Linked DNA regions of Danio rerio: region 2 is linked to region 1. A link is a contact called in public Hi-C data. All regions are on one chromosome and are shown on one strand. Each heading gives the region's core, a stretch centred on a gene start, on an enhancer-like site or on the middle of the called end of the contact. The rest is flanking DNA. Distances are from core to core; before and after follow the strand shown.

Region 1 (3,288 bases), core at 144-2,643:
ACCACAGTAAAGCTCAAAGTGTATTAAAGCTTACTAGGATCAAGAACTGGTGCTATTTAAAGTTAGGTAGGTGGAAATCGCCAAAAGTGAGTTACTTTTTAGTTTAATTAGTTAGCTTTTTTTTTTTAAACAAACAAACAAACAAAAAAAGCTGAATTAAAGTGAAAACAGACATATTGAATACTGCACACAATGAGAAAATGGTGAAACAGACAAAAACCAAAAGAAAGCAACATAGTTTTTGCTTACATTTCTGCAATGGATGTTTTCTCATTATTCTGAACGGATCAAAGAAATGGAAAAGGGGATTGTCTCAATGGAGAGTGATTTTACATCACTAATAAATCAAAAAAGTAGTAAATGCATTGCTTTACACTTTTGTTAATCTGTATGTATGGCATATAACTTGAGGGTCAGGAAGTTCTCAGAAGATAAGATTATCCTACATCATTATTTTTTGATATGAGCTTTTTAAGGTAACTAAAGGTGTAGGATATACAATGCGTTGTTAATTGCAGAGCTCCTTAATTTAAAAAAAGAAAAAAGGAAAAAAAGAAACAAATCCAGCAAGTTATGAAACAGATCAAGCATCAGAAAAAGTAACTCAAAAGTAACGTAATGGATTACTTATCCTAAAATGTTACTAGTTAAAGTAAGTTACTTTTTGGAGCAGTTACTCAATATTGTGATGCATTACTTTCAAAAGTAACTTTCCCCAACACTGGTTTTCATGGACACATACAAATAAAAACACTATCTAGATCTGTATAACACTGTTTTCATGCTTAACACTTTTTGTGTTTGACGCATAAATACAGCTAAATATACAGAAAATAGCATGCTTTAAAAAGCAATGGTAATAAAATATATAATAAAACATTTTTTTCTAGAATTTCCCTAAAATATTATATAAATATAAATAAATAAATATATATATATATATATATATATATATATATATATATATATATATATATATATATATATATATATATATATATATATATATATATATATTTATTTATTTATTTATTTATTTTTAAATGTACACTACATCAGCAACAATACCACCACAGTCCTTTTTCACATTAGCGTATTTATTACAACCTAATAACCCTTAAGCTAAACTCTAAAGACCTTATCAAATGTACAATGCACAATAATTGTGTTTTTGTTCCTGAAAACAGCAATTCTTCATCTAAATGAGGTGCGTTTTTGGTGAGTCTATTGTCTTTGTTGGCTCTGTGGGTTGTATGACTGAGTGGTTCTTTCAGCGACGGCTTAATCACCTTCCTGCATTCCAGCCGTTTAAACAGAGATGCAGTAACATCCTGTGAACAGCTCAAACCAAATAAAACAACATTACGCCATAAACAGAGCAGGCAAGGAGGACGAGTAATAAAAGAAGCATTGACCACAACAGAGGACGAGCTGGCACTGAGTCCTAATGGGGCGGTCTGGCGGAGTGTAAGTGATAAATGAGTGTGAATTCACAAGTGTGTGTTTTTGGGTGCATTATGATCTTCTTGTCTGCGACCTGATTAGTCTATACTGGTGATTTCTGGCAGGACTGTGTATAGCTTGATTGAGCAATCTTTGATTTTCCTGTCTAAGGAACTGCATCAGTCGCCATTAGGAGCGAAAGAACAAAAGCTTTGGAAAAGAGTTGGGAAACACTAACTCCTGGATTCACAGACGAGACATGAGCCTATAGTCTGAGATTAAATTGAAGTCTCAGTGGTTTCAACTTAGAAGAAGTTGCATTGGCTGATCTTAAAATACATCAGTGCCTTGTTGTATTGTTTAAAGATAATTGCTAGTAATGATTTTTATTTTTCTAAAAAGTACTCAAATGTTCTAATTGAACTATGGGCTAATGCTTGATTTGAGGCCATTTACCATGATGTTTTCAACCCAAAAGTTTAGAAGACAAAGGCATTTTAAGGCTGGATGATGCATAAATCTGAAAACTGTTTACAAAGTGGAAGTTTTTAAAAATGCCGCCATCGTCAAGTCCATGTAAACACTCGAAAATGTTTGGAATGTACATGTTTAGGAAGATGTTCAATGTTGATTCAAGGCAAGTGTGAACAAACACACAACAATGGCATAGTACTGTATGTGGTAGTGTTGTTGCTCAAATGTTTGCTAATGCTCATATCTGTCAACATTGGGATGTGAAAATAAGGGATAACTTTAAAAAATGAACAGATCTTTGAAAGCATTTGATTGCTTTCCTAACTTTTTATGCTCATTTCAGACAAAATTTGTTCTGTTTAAAAGAAAAACCCAATGAGATCGATATGTTTCAATATTATTATTATCATTATTAGTGTTATATGTTTGTTCAAACACATAGCCAAATCCCAGTGTCGCTTTCGCTTCATTTTTAATTGCATATACAGAATTCGTTTGGGAAACCACGTCTATTTATCACTATGGAGCATGTCTGACAGTCACGCACCACTACATGAACTGACTGCTTTGAAGATTGTATAGAAGGGGCAACTGCGCCTGAGAAGAAAAGGAAGGGAATCCCGCCATTTTCATATTTATTTTAAGGTGTTTCCATGCCTGAACAAAATGAAAGCACAGAACAGATTCACATTTAAGAGCAAGGGGCGTCCCCTAGTGGTTCGACGGAATGGGTTGCCTATAGGGAGGATCGGCCCTTTAATGCTTCATAAAAAGATTAAAAATATGTTAAAATACTTTGACTGGATGATAGTTTGATAGAATTGTAAAATATGGGAAGATCCCGGGAAAACAGGAGGGTTGGCAGGTATGCTAATGCTTAATCAGAAAAGTGGATTTACAGTGGAGCTATGGATCTTACACACAAGCCCTGAGACACCAATGGCACATCGTCACTTCCTACCTTAGAAAGAAGATGACAGCAGAAAAAGCTGGCCTGGCATACGCAATGCAGAGATTTTGGCCATTTTTGCAGATCATTTTGAAAACATTAAACATTAAAACGCAAGGGAAAACATTTATTTTTTACGTTTTTGACTACATCATTGCTGTGTAAATGAAGCCTTAATCTAAGCACCGTCTGTAAAACAAAACCAAAGGAAGATTTTGAAGAGTTTTTCAGAAGTTTTTATCCATACAGTGAAATTGTCCAAAACAATGCTGGGCGAGAGATTGTTCAAAATAGTGTTCTTTTCTGTTCAGAAAGAAATAAATGGTGTAAAAAAAAAACTCATCCGTGCCTTTAAGAGGAAAGAAACAAAAAGAAAAGTGTCTTTATGTGCTATAAACTGTGTGAGAGACAAAGGAAATCAG
Region 2 (3,485 bases), core at 450-2,949, 130 kb before region 1:
AATGCACATTGGGAAACACAGCTGGACCGGTTAACCCCACCTCCAGTGCTTGTGGAGCCCCCATCCGCACCCGAACCACATGCCGTCCTGCGTGAGGATTTACTGTACGTGTGACTCAACAGGGAAGCAGCGGCTTTTTACAGACTTGTGAACACTTTGGTTATTATAAGTGCTGGGAATTCCAGCGGTGACAAAGTATGTAGATCAAGCACTCGAGTAAAAGTACAGATGCCCTAATAAAAGATCAGTCTAGTGTAAAGTAAAAAAGCAATATTCATTCATTCGTTTTCTTTTCGGCTTATTCCCTTTGTTCATCAGGGTTGGCCACAGTGGAATGAACCGCTAACTTATCCAGCATATGTTTTACACAGCGGGTGTTCTTCCAGCTGCAACCCATCACTGGGAAACACCCAAGCACACTCATTCACACACATACACTATGGACAATTTTGCTTACCCAATTCACCTATAGCACATGTCTTTGGATTGTGGGGGAAACCGGAGCACCCGGAAGAAACTCACGGGGAGAACATGCAAACTCCACACAGAAACAACAACTGTCTCAGCCGGGACTGGAACCAGCAACCTACTTGCCTTGAGGTGAAAGTGCTACCCACTGTGTCACCATGCAGCCCCCAAATATTTTTTTATTATTTGTTTTCTTCCCAAAATTATGTAAATAAAACAAGATTATTGGAGTATAAAGTATTTTATAATCTTGGTAACACTTTACGATAAGGTGGTATTAGTTAACATTAGTTCATGTGTTCATTACTAATAATTAAATAATAAAAAAATTAATAAATAATAACATTAATGCAAAAAACTAATACATACATGTTTTAATGGTGACAATAATGAATTGGGGCTTTTAATAACCCATTAGTAAATGTTGAACTATGATTAATAAATGCTGTATAATTACTGTTCATTATTAGTTCATGTTAGTAAACACATTAACTAACATGAAGTAATGAAACCAAAACATTTATTCTATGCATTAATTAAATTATATTAAACTACCTTAATTAAATGGATTAATCTTAGTCTCTAAATTTAAACCATCAACTTCATAATGGCGTCACGGTGACTGTCGCCTCACAGCAAGACGGTCGCTGGTTCAAGTCCCGACTGGGCCATTTGGCATTTCTGTGTGAAGTTTGCATGTTCTCTCTGTATTGGCGTGGGTTTCCTCTGGATGCTCCGGTTTACCCCACAGTCCAAAAACATGCGCTTTAGGTGAATTGAATAAACTAAATTGTCCATAGTGTGTAAATGAGTGTGTATGGATGTTTCCCAATACTGGGTTGCAGCTGGAAGGGCATCAGCTGCGTAAAACATGTGCTGGAATTGTTGGCCAGTTACTCCGCTGTGGCAAAATAGAGACTAAACCAAAGGAAAAAGAATGAATGAATGAACTTCACAACATTATTTAAGCGATTTATAATCTTCCTCTAAAAATGCACCTTTTCAAGTCATTTAAGCTGCTTCAGATGCAGCTTCAGCTACTGTTCCCGGTAAATATAAGTCTGTAGTCTCTATTTCATTAGCCTCTGTAAAGCTGGAAGAAGATGACTCATGCACACTGCTCTGGTTGTGAAAGTGAACGCATGTCTCTCTCTCTCTCCCTCTCTCTCTCTCTTTCTCCCATATGGCTTTCTGCACTGCCGGCTCAGGAAACCAGACACAGGCCAAACTGGCCACACATCAGTCACTCTCTCTCCTCCGTGACGCAAACGGCCCCCTCTCACTCGCTCTTCCCTCCTTCCTCTCCGTCAATTTGTTCCCAGTAAGAAGTCTGATAGGACTCGGTGTAGTGTGGAGAAGCAGCGGGGGATCCTGCTATAAAAGCGCAGGGGCTGTTAGAGCTACTTTATTCCCTAATAAATAGAAGGACGCAGCAGTTCACGGGGCCTGGAGCTGCTGGAGAGACCATGTGTCTCCCAGGTTTCCCGTGTAAAAGTCGGGGGGTGGGTGAGGATGCACAGAGAGCCTGGACGGGACAGGTTTGGGGTCAGTCCCCAGCGCATGGGCACAGCACATGTTATATAGAGTGCTCTACAATAATACTGGATGCATTGGTGAAGGATGAGAGCACTTCAAAACACTCAAAAATAATTGTTCATATTACGTATTTAGAATGAGCAGAAACAACAAAACTTTTTTGGGACAATTTAAATGTTTTATATTCAGTCCACTTCAATTTGTCAAAACCAATCAACTTAGCAGATTTGTGTTGGGACATCATGAATGTATCATGTGGAAACCAGCATTTGTTTACAGTTAACTTTCATTTTTTTGCTCAAAGTATTAACAGCAATGTTTTTCGATTAGAGAAGAGTTATTTTTTCTTTTTGAACCCATTTCCAGACAGTTTGTGTTGATGTAGGTGACACTGGATTGTAGTTTTAGAGACTTTTTTGGTGGCCAATAGTCAACTAATTTGTCCACAAGCCATATAGGTGCTTCTTTTATCAGAGACCAGTCTATGATCACATTTATTGCTGGATGGACAAAATGTGCTTGCAAATTTTAAATTAGGGCTGGGCTGATAAACAATTTTATATTGAATCATGTTAAAATTGATGTCAATAAAGATGATAAACTCTAAACTTTTTTACTCTGTATTGATCTAAGAGCCGAAAATTTTATGCCATTTATTAGACCCTCCATATTTTGTGGCTCCAGTCATTGTTGGGGGACTCTTTTAAATCTGGAAGCATTGACATGTTATATTGAAATATATGTCGTTATCGTTCAATATGGAACATAATTATTGAGACTGCATTTATGCCATATTGCTTAGCTCTTGTTTAAATATGAATTTGCACCATTATATTAGACCTTTTTGGCTTGCTAAATAAGGTACAAAGGCTGTTTCTGGGTGGTATCTTTCCAAATAGTACACTTTTGTACTTCACAGCTGCACAATAGTACCTTTAGGGTACACTTTTTATACCTTTAGGATACTATGAGGTACACAGTTGTACTTTTTAGGTATTTATAGACCATTTCAATGTGGTCATTTTAGTGGCTCATGAACATTTCTTGCTTGTTATTATTTCATAACTATAACGAGAGGCAATTCAATCATAACTTAATACTAAAACAGCTATCATGTGTGTATGTTCAGTAATATCACTTTTATGGTGAAGCATAAGCTTTTTCCATGGTATTTAAAGTGAAATAACTCAAAATACACTAAGGAGGCTGAGAAAAAAAAAATTCAATGGAAGTTTCAGATGGCACTTAAAAGATTTTTGCATCCTAACCTCTTCATGTGTTAATTGAAGGGTTCTGTGTTTTTTACCCTGTTTATTTATGGTTATGAATTGCATTAATGGAGTTTGATGTCAGCTCTGTTGACTTTTGATGTTGAAAATTTAACAACATATAAACAATATAAGCATAAAAATTACTGTTGGTTTATTACCAGGGTTTTATACTGTGGTTTACAACACCAACTCAGACAACATATCACTTCA

The links. A called contact is a pair of places that touch in the nucleus more often than the background predicts.
Region 2: a contact with region 1 is called in a Hi-C map of embryo, with 2.1 times the contacts expected there. The contact joins two enhancer-like sites. A contact is called at or near these places in 1 of 18 Hi-C or Micro-C datasets (embryo) and 2 of 4 datasets of contacts at active chromatin or transcription factors (embryo and gastrula embryo).

The regions. Positions count from the first base shown.
Region 1 is chr4:8,994,441-8,997,728 of GRCz12tu, reverse strand. The region is part of intron 20 of erc1b (ELKS/RAB6-interacting/CAST family member 1b); the gene reads right to left. Among named protein-coding and RNA genes, the nearest start is that of wnt5b, 35 kb to the left of the region's middle. Within about 2 kb of position 1,393, at least 7 of the 62 cell types and tissues checked have an H3K27ac peak or open chromatin away from gene starts, as enhancers often do.
Region 2 is chr4:9,128,760-9,132,244 of GRCz12tu, reverse strand. The region is part of intron 3 of wnt5b (wingless-type MMTV integration site family, member 5b); the gene reads right to left. Among named protein-coding and RNA genes, the nearest start is that of fbxl14b, 19 kb to the right of the region's middle. Within about 2 kb of position 1,699, at least 39 of the 62 cell types and tissues checked have an H3K27ac peak or open chromatin away from gene starts, as enhancers often do.